Regions from separate parts of the Gasterosteus aculeatus genome. Here region 2 is linked to region 1. Evidence: chromatin contacts called from public Hi-C data. All regions are on one chromosome and are shown on one strand. Each heading gives the region's core, a stretch centred on a gene start, on an enhancer-like site or on the middle of the called end of the contact. The rest is flanking DNA. Distances are from core to core; before and after follow the strand shown.

Evidence for each region. Hi-C and Micro-C count contacts between places; a contact is called where the count stands out from the background.
Region 2: a Hi-C map of skeletal muscle shows a contact between it and region 1, with 3 times the contacts expected there. The contact joins the enhancer-like site here to the promoter of atp6ap1a in region 1. A contact is called at or near these places in 2 of 6 Hi-C or Micro-C datasets (both in skeletal muscle).

The regions. Positions count from the first base shown.
Region 1 is chr2:1,148,765-1,154,882 of fGasAcu3.hap1.1, forward strand. It overlaps atp6ap1a (ATPase H+ transporting accessory protein 1a), which reads left to right and starts at 2,905. Exons shown (of 11, transcript XM_040193260.2): 1 at 2,905-3,442; 2 at 4,813-4,939; 3 at 5,319-5,393. The coding sequence starts at 3,312. It overlaps tafazzin (tafazzin, phospholipid-lysophospholipid transacylase), which reads left to right. Exons shown (of 11, transcript XM_078081575.1): 9 at 217-269; 10 at 364-441; 11 at 1,219-2,711. The coding sequence ends at 1,320.
Region 2 is chr2:1,238,553-1,244,670 of fGasAcu3.hap1.1, forward strand. It overlaps LOC120828718 (A-type voltage-gated potassium channel KCND3), which reads left to right. Exons shown (of 8, transcript XM_040192238.2): 3 at 4,034-4,202. Among protein-coding and RNA genes, the nearest start is that of ddx20, 21 kb to the right of the region's middle. Within about 2 kb of position 4,344, at least 1 of the 9 cell types and tissues checked has open chromatin away from gene starts, as enhancers often do.

The DNA of each region.
Region 1 (6,118 bases), core at 1,655-4,154:
ACTTGATCTTTTGTTATAGTGGAAGTAAAGCTGCTCGGCATGACGAGGCCTATGGTAGAAACGCGTTCTTTATTTAAAGCATTCCATCAGTTCTGGGGGATCTGTTTGTATGTGGCGTTAAAGGATCTTTGTAAAGAGACTCGTCTTGTTATTATGGTGTGGATGTCCTTGGAGTTGGTGTCTAAATAAGCGAATATTCCTTCACTGCTCGTTAAGGTCTGAACGACGTTCTGCCCAACGTGACGCCCTACATTCCTCGGACCGGCAAGGTGGGAACCTCAAGAACCTCACGCCAGCTTCTCATGGGATCTGTCATTAATGCTTTAATTGAAAGGCTTTTGTTTCTTCTTTTGGTCCCTGCAGAGGATCACGGTCCTGGTGGGGAAACCGTTCAGCATGAAAGAGCTGGTTGAATCCCTCCGAGCAGAAAACAAGAGCCAGGTGAGACCAGATCGCACCAAAGAGGTACCCGTTAGGTCACGTTAGGTACCCGTAAGGTCACATGGCGTCACACAGTGACGCATCTAGAGACTCGAGTAGAGACTCGAGCTGCTTCAGTTCAAATAAAGAGGTCCAGCCTTTATTTGACGTTTCATGTATAAACGGAAAAACCTTTTTGTGATAATAAAGCATCTTCTCTGGGGCACAAATTCTGTTCCTCAAATGTGAATTTCTTCTTAAGTGATTTCTTGAACGTTTGGGTCTTTTGGTTATTGGATAACAAGCTGGACTCCAAATAGATTAAAATAACCGTAGGTTTCTATTTAAGTTTATTTAGTGACAAATGAATGTGAAATGAACTGACTTTCAGCTAAATACCAATGAATAAAGCCTGAGGACCCCACTGACTCTGCCCCCTCATCCTGCACCCCATCTTGCACTTGTTTATCTGCTGATGTTTATTTTATTGTTGTTTATAGAGTTTTCCTACTTGTTTGGAGTGTGTTAATAATGTGGAGAAAATGGCTTCATTCCTTCAAGGTGTTTTTGTTCAACCAGAAATCCCCAAAACCAACAATGTTAAAAGGAAACATGAGGAAAAGGAAGTTCTCTTATTTCAGAAGCAGAAACCAGCAAATATTTGGCTTTTATTTTGCTCAAAAAAATGAATAGAACTGCATCGTCAACTACGACAAGAACTTTTGAGAAAGTTTGATCTACTCGGCTCCACTGGTGTTCCAGAACTTCAAGAACCCGTCTCTAAACCTTTGCTTTCAGCTGGAGATGAGGAAGACCTTGACCGACTTCATCCAGGAGGAGTTCCGGAGCCTGAAGGCTCAGGCCGAGGCCCTCCACGGTCAGATCCAGACCACGTCCTGACTCCAGACTGCGTCCTGGGTCCAGACTGCATGCTGGTGGCAAAGCTCCAAGCCGATGATGATTTAGTTTCTCTTCCTCTTCTCTACTTACAAGCATGTTTTGCGGTTCTCATCAAACCGATGGCGTCGGCGGCGGACGAGTCCTCGCGGCACGACGTACGTTTGACCCTAACGAGCAGCGCCGACCCAGGAAGTAGTTTGTCCTTTTAATTTAGCCGGGTGGTAATCAAGGACGCGCACGTCGGAGCCGGAGTCGCTCAGCTGCATTTCATGTTATTTTACACCTTTTACCCGCCGTGTTCTCTCCCTCACAGCGAGGTTAAACCCACGTGATCTGCGCTTGCTGCTCCGTGGCGCCGCCTGTGGCGACAAGCGGAAGCTGCAGCGGTGTCTTTTGGATCTCACCTGGGATGCAAACGGTACCTCGTTGGGCGAAATAGATTTAGCCTTTTAGAGCTGGATCAGTTTAACGCTCGTGGAGCAGCTGCTTTTATCAGAAATACAGCAAAAGAGAAACATCTGTTTACACTGCAGCCTAATAAACTCAGGAGGTTTTTAACAAAGAAATCAGTCGATAATCAGCCTTTTTTTCCCACCGTGCCATAAACCGTCTTGACTTCATGCTGCACACGGTGATATTAAAAAAACCTGTTCATAATGTTTCACAATAAAAGCCCTGTGTGTCGCCACATGAACACTTTAGAATTAGCAGAGCGATAAAAGTACAAACGGTAACGGTAATGCTGTATTGTTTCCTGTCAGGAAGTCTATTCAAAATGAAGCGATAGCCTTACGGAACCGTTTCTTCTTTCATCTCCTCGCCGGTGTGATTCCTCGCAGCCTTAACCCAACTGACAGGACGGGGGGGGCGGGGCTTTGTGTGATGTCACCCGGTCATTAATCAGGCTGATTACAATCGTCATTACTTGAGGATTAACAAAGCCAGGAGCGTTCTGCTGAATCTGGCGGCGCTCACGACAGTAAGCGCGTGCTGCTCGGTGCACAAACACATGGAGGGATTTTAGGTGCGTGACTTGTAACCTAAAGAAGGGAATCCGCACCCCACTGTCAACGTTTACAGCGGTTTGGCACATAAACATGCAGAATAAATGATTGTTCGGATGCTACTAATGGTTGATCAGCACCATGTTTTACCTCTTTTCTCCTACATCATCACCTCCAGATTGTGCGCCGCATGAAGTTTCCAATCATTTCTTTTCTCAGATGAAGTATTAAACCGTTAAGTTTTCTTTGGAGCTCAGAATGCCACAATGTTAAAGATGTACAGAGATCGCAGGCTTTCACAACGGGGGAAAGAATCCGTGGCTGTTTTACAAATACTGTGATTGACACTCTTTCCTACGCCAATAAATATTCTTTTCTAAATTTTAATTTTGTGTCGTGACGCTTAAGTCTCCAATAATGTTGTTGCCGCATGATTTTTAAAAATGTAGTTTAATAGAAGTATTATATCCTATTTGGAAATACTCATGTAAAGTACAGCAGAGTAGTTCTTGCAGTATGTACAGTACCTGCCTAATAGTTAATAGTATAACGCATATTTACCTCTGAATTCTTGTGAAGAAGTACTTGATGTTGTTGACTTTCCTTGAGTAAAAATACATTCACATTAGCATCAAAATATAGCTAAGGTAGATAACGGAGAACCGACACTGAGGAATATCTATAATCATGAATAATTATTAATGCATTAATGATTTCATCCCTTTATTGGTGCAGCTGATGAACGTGCAGCTCAACCCATGACATCATAGCTTGATGACGTTTAGTTGACATTTTAATTAATAGTTAAAAGTACGATTTTGGCTTCAAATCTAATGTCCTGTATTTAAAACTCACCTCAATAAAAGTATATAAACATTTTATATTGCAATTTGACGCTGCAGTGAGAACGGAGGCAGAGGAGCGTCTTCACGTGACGTCATCACGTGAGCGCCCTCCGACGTCAACCGCTGTCAGAGACTCTGAAAGATGGAGGCGACTGCGACGCTTCACCTCGGCGGCATCCTCGCGCGAATGGCCGTTTTCCTGCTCTTGGTGAACGCGTTGGGCTCGGTGTCCTGCGACGAGCAGGTGCCGCTCCTCCTGTGGACGAGTGACGGGTGAGTCCCGCGGCATTTTATCGGCTTTACCGTCTCTGAGAAGAGGTTCTAACGGTTACCTTTAAGCTAGCGCTAACGGCTAACGGCATCGGTTGGCGTCGTTAGCATTGACCGCTAACGTTGGATGCTAGAATCCAATTTAAATGCGGACTCAACTGTCGTTCAAAGGTTGTTTTTTTATAATAGTGAATATGTATTTCCCTGTTACCCTCGTGAATGGCAGGTGCAATATTCCTGGTCACGTGACTAGGCGGGTGACGTGACTGTTTGACGGGTGAGCAGTCACGTGATTGGGTTCATTCATTTAATCACAAATAACCGTTAAGTCATCCACACGAACCCGAGGCTGTTATTATATAGATATCTAAGAGGGACCTGAGTGGTAAGGACAGCATAAGATAGATAGATAGATAGATAGATAGATTGATACTTTATTGATTCCTCAAGAGGGAAATTTTGGTATCACAGCAGCATGTACAGGGAAGAAAATATAATAAAAAGATACACATTATATACAATATATTAAGAGAAATATTAAATAAAATAAACTGAAACAAAAGAATAACCTTCCAAAAGAGACAATAATAATAGAAGAAGAAAGAGCAGCAACATCACAGCAGTACAGGGTTGTTATTGTCATTATTTAGCCAGGGATGATGTATTGTAGAGTGTTATTGCACTGGGCAGGAATGATCTCCTGTATCGGTCCTTGTGACGGCGGAGCTGAAGGAGTCTGTTGGAGAACGTGCTCCGCTGTCCCTGTAGCAGGTGGTCAGGATTATCCAACATGGATAACAGTTTCTTCAGTGACCTCCCCTCCAACACCTTTTCCAAGCCGTCCTGTTTGCAGCCAATGATGGAGCCGGCCTTCTTAACAAGTTTGTTAATTCTGTTGGTGTCAAGCAGCTAAATACAATTTAAAAAAAAAAGAATAACTCAAATACAAATCCATAAATGTTCATGAAGCTAACATAAGAATGGATAAAAGATGGAGCAATTGAGAAGTGCTCAAGTTCTACTTTCACACAGTAGAAACATTGAAATTAGAAGTACATTAATACAAGTATATATGAAATATACATGAAATATAATTGAAATTAAAGGGGTGCTTCTGTGTATGCATGTGCAAATGTTTACGACTCAAACTACAAAACAATTTGAGCTACTTTGACGTTATTGAAGTATTCTATGCTTTTTGTTCTAAATATGGACTTTTTACTGTACTACATTTCAAATGTTTTGAACTGTGTTTTTCAAAGATGATCAGATACTTGGTGTTGCATAATAAATGACTTCTTTTTACAATTGTGTAAGATTCTTACATGTTTGGACAAATCGTTGCAGCTGCATGTGATTTGAATCCCCTCCAGGATCTCGTCACCGACTCAGCCTCCTCCTGCAGCCGGTCACATCATCGGGCAGCAGCAGCTCACCTCCTACCTGGAGAAGGCCCTGAATGAGGGGCCACGAAACGTGGTGCTTTTCCTCCAGGACAAGGTACACACGCATGTTTACACTGCTTTACTTCAGCTATACTGGATTTAATGCATCATTTGATGGATGGAACAAAAAGCAACTACCGTGTCATCCTGTCAACGATTGATTCATTTTAGTATTGGGGTTATTAACAATTCATCTTAATAATCTTAATATTTTTTGTTCTTAATAGTTTGAAACTAATCCTGTTGACATTCTAAATCGATATCTGAATCCTGCATAGAGGTTTTTTGCGTGTTTGTCCATCGTGGTGAAACGTTGTTTCAGGTAAAAATCAAGCTACAAATAATGAGTCTTATGATTGAAGAATTCTTTGTCTGAAATGATATTTGTGTGTTTTCTAGTTTCTTGGGGCACATTGTTTGTTTCTCTTCATCAGATGAGCATCGAGGACTTCACCATGTATGGAGGCGCTTTTGGAAACAAGCAGGACACGGCCTTCCCCAACCTGGAGGTCAGGAGGAATGAACTGCGTCCGTCACTTTAAATAGGTCGTCCACGTGATCGCGTAGATCAGAGTTTTTATTTGGTGCAGAGGAGGGAGGGAGGGAGAGGGGGGGGGGGACTAGGAGAAAAGGTGATGTCGTGATGTGACGAGTCTTGGCCAATCAGCGCTGAGATCTCTACAGCGTCTTCGTTTCCCTCCAACTTTTACCCAAATCAACACTTTCTTGCTAGATCTGCCGGCTTTCCAAACCCTCTCGGCAAAGTGTGTACCCTCTCATATGCAAATGAGGCGATGACGTCATTTAGTGGCGGCTCGATCGCAGCTCCTGCTAACCCGCGTGTCCATGTGTCCTCGGGCAGGACACAGCGTTGCTCCCGTGGCTGCGGTGTGAGCTTTCCTGATGTCATCAGGGGGCGAATGAAGGCATGAAGCACTTTGAGTGGACTAGCAAAGCGCTGCACAAGTGCATTCCATGTAGCGTTCACCATAACGTCAGTCCACGGACCCATGAGCGATGCCATTAGGACCGTGTTGAATTGAATTTTTGAATTTTATTTATATTCGAACATGTATAAAAGGGAAAAAAATGTTACAAAAAATCGAACAACAAAGAGCTAAGACACAACAGAAAAAATAACTGTGGGAAGAAGCATGACACTTATTTGATGTCCCGCCCCTTTTCAACTGCTCTTCAGCCTGTCCCCACACAGAATACTACATAATACACCTAC
Region 2 (6,118 bases), core at 3,094-5,593, 91 kb after region 1:
GAACTCCCCTAATGAAATATGTGACGTTCGGACATCAAGGATAAATCAGAAGGGATGAAGCGATAGTGGAAGTCGGCTCGGAATACAGATAACTTCGCTTTTATGAAACGAAGACATCTTTATCCAACAAAAGTGACGGAGCTGTTGTAAAGTCATTCAGCGATTCATTAACGTCTTTGTAGGAGCACAAATTCAAAGATACTAATCTACGACACAACTTGTAATACGACCCCCCAGACGGATACGATTCTTAAGGGTCAAACGCCGTTTTAGCTGCAACGCATCTCCCGACTCCATCAGTAGTTCCCGTACGTAGCTAACGTACGTTAGCATGCCGATGGGTGACCCATCAGGATCGATAGCAGAGTCCATGCCGCCCGTCAGGCTCAGAGGGGTTTACATGTGTCCCTCAGGCTCACACGTCCCTCTCAGACCTTTACGAACACTTTGCTGTAAATACGTCTTATAATAGTTCCAGAGAATAGATCGGATCAGAACCTTCTGCGTATTAGCATCCACGCTATCGCTATCTCCTCCTCGGCCTACAGGGGTACCTGCTCGTCCTCTGCACCTCCTTCCTTCCTTCTTTCCCGCGGTGACATTTGTGGGGGGGGGGGTCGATTACGGATGGTTCTCCCCGGTATCATCGGATCTGCTTCCATCGGAGTGACTGGCCATGAAATGTCAGATGAGCGTGCAGATGGATGGACGCTGGAGGGTTAAAGACCCGGAGAAACCGTCTTTCACTCGGCTGAACCCAAAGCAGCTCCAGCGGCCCGTGACGGGTCGCCCAATGAAAATGACGGATCGCATCTACTCGCCGGTGTGTTTTTTATTTTGTTACGAGGCATCATCATCTGTGGAGGTGGAGTTGTGAATATCACAGGAGAAATAAGTGTATTTTCTCAATAAATGTCTTGGCCCTTGATATTTTTGTCAAGCCGGACTCATGAATCTCATATTTCGGATTGTTACAATTTATAACATTTCGGCAAAATCATATTATATTTCTCTAAATCAAGGTTCACGCATTGTCCTGGTGCAAAGTATGACGGTAGAATATGTTGTATGTGATGTTGTGATATACCACCTTCTCACACCCAAACACATCTTCAGGTATTAAGACAGTTTTTAATGCCTGTAAGGCTTCAACTATGGACTACAAATTAAAGTATGGACAATTTGTGACCATCTCCCGTTCTTAACCAAAGACTTGAAGCCTACAAAGATACTCTGTTGTTGATTGCACGGTCACATGACTTCACATTAGACCACAAAGGAGCTCCACTTCCATCTGATTTAGACTCTTTTTAAGATTCGCCAGACGTTCACTGACCTGTTTTATATCAGACAACTAAACTCTAACGTGTCTTCAGCTGGTATTAAACACAGACCTTAAACCAAACCAAAAATTAACCCAAGAAAGATTCTTAATTAGAGACGAGGGAACAGGACGTGCAACGCCGACTCATTTGCTATGAATAGAATCTCCAGTCGCTGTCTGTGGTGCTGAAGCTTCTTAGCACCTGACGGAAACAACTAAACAAATACATCCCTAGATAATGATTAGTTCTCATTTGTACTTGTGAAGTCATCTTGAGAATTCAAGAGAAGCATCCCGACACAATCAACACAACCTGTATTCACGTTCTCGCTGGGCGTGCAGACCCGTGGGCGAAGGTTAGAACGCATCATGCTTCTCTGCATTTTTATTATAGCTGAGCTCAAACGTTTACGCTGTCATGGTTGTGTACAATTCACCTTCTTGACCCAACATCACGTGACCGGCCATCCTCACAGATCCACGTGTCCTCAGGCTTCTGTGAGGACAGCACTTAGTCCCCTCTGTGACCCCCCACCAGTGCCCCCGAAGCCTTATTAATATGACCCACAGAGACCTTCAACAACTTGTGACAACCCTCACCTGTCCACTGACCCGTGTGGATGGACCTGCTGCGTTTGTCTGTGTCTCAGGATTCATGTATATATATATATATATATATATATAGTTATGCACATACGTATACGTATACAGTATAAATACAGAGCGAGAGATCCGGTTGTATTACAGTTAGCTTCGTTAGCGGCCGTTAGCACAAGGTGAAGTGATTCTCGCTGAAGTGGAGAAAAACACAATAACCCCGTAACAAGGATTCTACGGGTAAACATGGATGTTTGTTTCATCCGAGCAGAAACCTCCAGTTGGGAGATTTGGTTCTTGTTGTCTCCATTTCAAAGATTCCCTCTCTGGAACCTTAACAAGGAGCACTTGATTTCTTCCACTTCATCACAAGCCGTCACTTGCACCTAAACTTTTGCATGGAAATATCAATTAACCCGGAGTTGAAGCGACATGCTCTAGAATTTAAACGCTGTAATTCAAATTTCATGCAAAAGAGGAGAGAAACAAAAGAGCTCTGCTATCAGAACTATCGGTGCATAAATAGTAAATGTAGTAGATGTCGTGTACACGTGTAAATTATTCTGCTCCCTTTATCTGTTTCTCAGACATCCACCTTCAGTGAAGTCCTTATCTCACACACACACACACACACACACACACACACACACACAGGTGTCACATGCAGCGCTTCTTCTCTCTAATGTGTGCGAGCCGGTCTTATCTGGGTGGAGCGGCGAGGTGATGCTATCACCAGACGCCGGCCGGCTCCACCTGAGGGGCAGCGGCAGATTGACTGTGGAGCTGGAGGGGGGGGGGGGGCTCCGTCCGATAGGGTCCCACTAAAGATGAATGACGATTCTTCCTCCCTCGTCATGGAAACATGCTGCGGAGGGAGGGAGGGGGGAGGGAGGGGGTTAGGGAGGGGGCGTGGGAGGGAGGGAGGGAGGGAGGGGGCGAGGGAGCCTCCGGCCCGCCGGTGGGCTCTTCTTGCCTAATTTGGGTAGAAAGGCTGTTAAAGTTGTGGGTAAGTCGACACTTTGCGCGTGTGGAAACCGTCCGCCACCTAAACGGCTTCACATTGAGCTCCGTCCTGCTGGAACCTGTGAGCATCTGAGCTCACTCTCTTCATCCAACCCGCCGTGACAGAGAGGATCATTAAAGCAGCGCCACCAGCTCGACTTTCTGAGCAGAATAGTGTTCGTTTATGGAGCTCCGTCACAGAGGAACGTCTTCTAGAGAAAAAAAGGTCTCAGTTCAGCCAGAAAATGCAGATGTTTCCTCTTAACTGTGGTGCTACTTGTACTTATAAAGCTCCCGGATCAGACGTCCCAATGGAATTTATTTACAGCCGTTGGTATTGAAAATCTGTAATGTAAATAAACCGCAAACTCATGTTCATGGTCTGTTTGACTCTGAAAGGACCAGAATTTACTAAAAGAACAAAGTTTTATTTTTACACACACATTTAGCTTGAACGTGTAAGACGCTTCATTTAGATTTATTGTATTTATGTTTGGATGTATTCATTAGATTTATTGGAACATTTTACATAATTATACGTAAAGCCAGATGCTGAAAGGGTTTTCGTTTCAGGTTTATTTGAAGTCAGTTCCAATAAATTTAGCAGAACTCTTGCTTAGAGAAGAACAGGAACAAACGACCTGAACTGTTCACCCGTGAATGAAGAATGAGGTCTATTATGAATAAAGGTGGCTTTTTCAGCTCAAGTCCTGGTCTCAGCTTTTGAAGTTCTCCTGCTTTTATTTCCACCGTTAATTCCTGAACACTTCATACTTACACAGAGGGGGCCGGGGGGTTAAAACAGTTATTATAATAGTGTTTTCCGTCTTCGAGGTTTCAAGCTTTTGACTTGCAAATATTTCAGATTGCATTGTGCTTAATGACGTCTCCTCTTCTGTGAAAGGTTAATAGTCTCTCCCTCTCTCTCTCTTTACTTTCTGCTTTATTTGTGATTACGTATACAAACTACACCGCATTCTGTTTTAGAGGTTTAGCTTTAAGCTCTGTGTGTGTGTGTGTGTGTGTGTGTGTGTGTGTGTGTGTAATTGTGTGTGAGAACAATGTCACAAGATGAGACGTTAGGCTCAGTGTCTCCTCCCCGCCTCACAGGTACGGAGACATGGTCCCTAAGACAATCGCGGGGAAGATCTTCGGCTCCATCTGCTCTCTGAGCGGCGTGCTGGTCATCGCGCTGCCCGTCCCCGTCATCGTGTCCAACTTCAGCCGCATCTACCACCAGAACCAGAGGGCCGACAAGCGGCGGGCGCAGAAGATGCAGGTGAGAAGAAACGTCCCCTTTATTCAGCTTCAGCTGTACCTGTGATATTCTGTGCTGGTGATATCATATCGTGGTGATATTGTATGGTTATATCATATGGTGATATCGTATGGTGATATCAAATCGTGGTGATATCGTATTGTGGTGATATCGTATGGTGATAACGTACCATGGTGATATCGTATGGTGATATCGTATGGTAATATTGTGTCATGGTGATATCGTATGGTAATATTGTGTCATGGTGATATCGTATGGTAATATTGTGTCATGGTGATATCGTATGGTGATAACGCACTGTGGTGATATCGTATGGTGATATCGTATGGTGATAACGCACTGTGGTGATATCGTATGGTGATATCGTATGGTGATATCGTATGGTGATATCGTATGGTGATATCGAATGGTGATATCGTATGGTGATATCGTATGGTGATATCGTATGGTGATAACGCACTGTGGTGATATCGTATGGTAATATCGTATGGTGATATCGTATGGTGATATCGTATGGTGATATCGTATGGTGATATCGTATGGTGATAACGCACTGTGGTGATATCGTATGGTAATATTGTGTCATGGTGATATCGTATGGTGATAACGCACTGTGGTGATATCGTATGGTAATATCAAATCGTGGTGATATCGTATGATGATATCGTATCATGGTGATATCGTATGGTGATATCGTATTGTGGTGATATTGTTTTGGTGCACAGTCGAACCCACCGGCGGCATGACTGCTCTGGTTGTCCTGAGATGGAAGGTGCTGTGTTTGTGTTTGTTTGAGCAGACATGGACACTCTGGCACATGTTGCCAGAGTCCATCCACATCTCGCATTGCTTCCTCTCACACCTGCTCCTTCAGTGCCCCCCCTCCCCCTCCCCTCTGTGATTACCTCCATCCATCTCGCCGCACGTGCTCTCCGGCTGCAGTTTAAATCGACCTTGAGTCCAGCGGTTCGACCGCGGCCTGACCGCTGTCCGCTCTTAACTAACCGTGACCGAGTGTTCCCGCCAAAGACGGGAGGGGAAATGATCAAGGTTGAAAAAAAGTCAGGCAGGATGTTTATTGTTGACGTGGGGAAGAGAGAGAGAAGAGGGGAGGGGGGGAAGGGGGAGAAGGGGGAGAAGGGGGCAGAGCCGGGGGCGACGTGTGTCCTCACGCTGCATTATTTTTCCTGAAATAGCCATCACCCAGATGAGGTGCTGGCCGGGAGGAGGACGTCTGTCCGTCTGCACTTCCTTTAGTCCAACCTCCTGACCTTGGTCCCCCGTCCCGCCTCCCTCAGTGTTCCTCCTCCCAGCACGCGGCGTGCGGTGCAGCCTTAACCCAAACTTTGTGTTGCAAATGTGATGTTTGACTTGGAGCGCTTCGGAATGTTTGTGGACATCTCGTTAAGATCATCACATCGGAGGACGGCTTGAATGTTGTGCGTTGGTGGTGGACACGTGGGACATTGTTTGATACGTCTCTCACTTTTACTGCCTGTCTGTCATCCTACTCACCAGTTGAAATGGAAAATATCCAGAGATTGATGAGCTGCTGATTGACACTGGTTTGGTTTCAGAGTTCCGTTACGTGACAAACAGACTTATGAATAAAGAACTAAAAATAAACATTGAGTTTATGAATAAAAAAAAAATCTTTTTCCAATTAAATGTAGAGTACAAAGTAATCTTTTCCATTGTTCTCAGCAGAACGTCTGATCAAAGAGCTAAACTATTAACTGTGACATATTAGCTGTTCATCAATCAACAAAAGAATTACCAGAATGACTCTTTTACTCCACTTTCAAAGCCTCTGAGGGGCCTCAGCCGACCTCACGTCACCTCCTCCGGTGTGTGATCGAGCCACCGGCGGCGTGCGCCCCCCCCCCACCCCCCCCCCCACTGCCAAGGACAGCTGG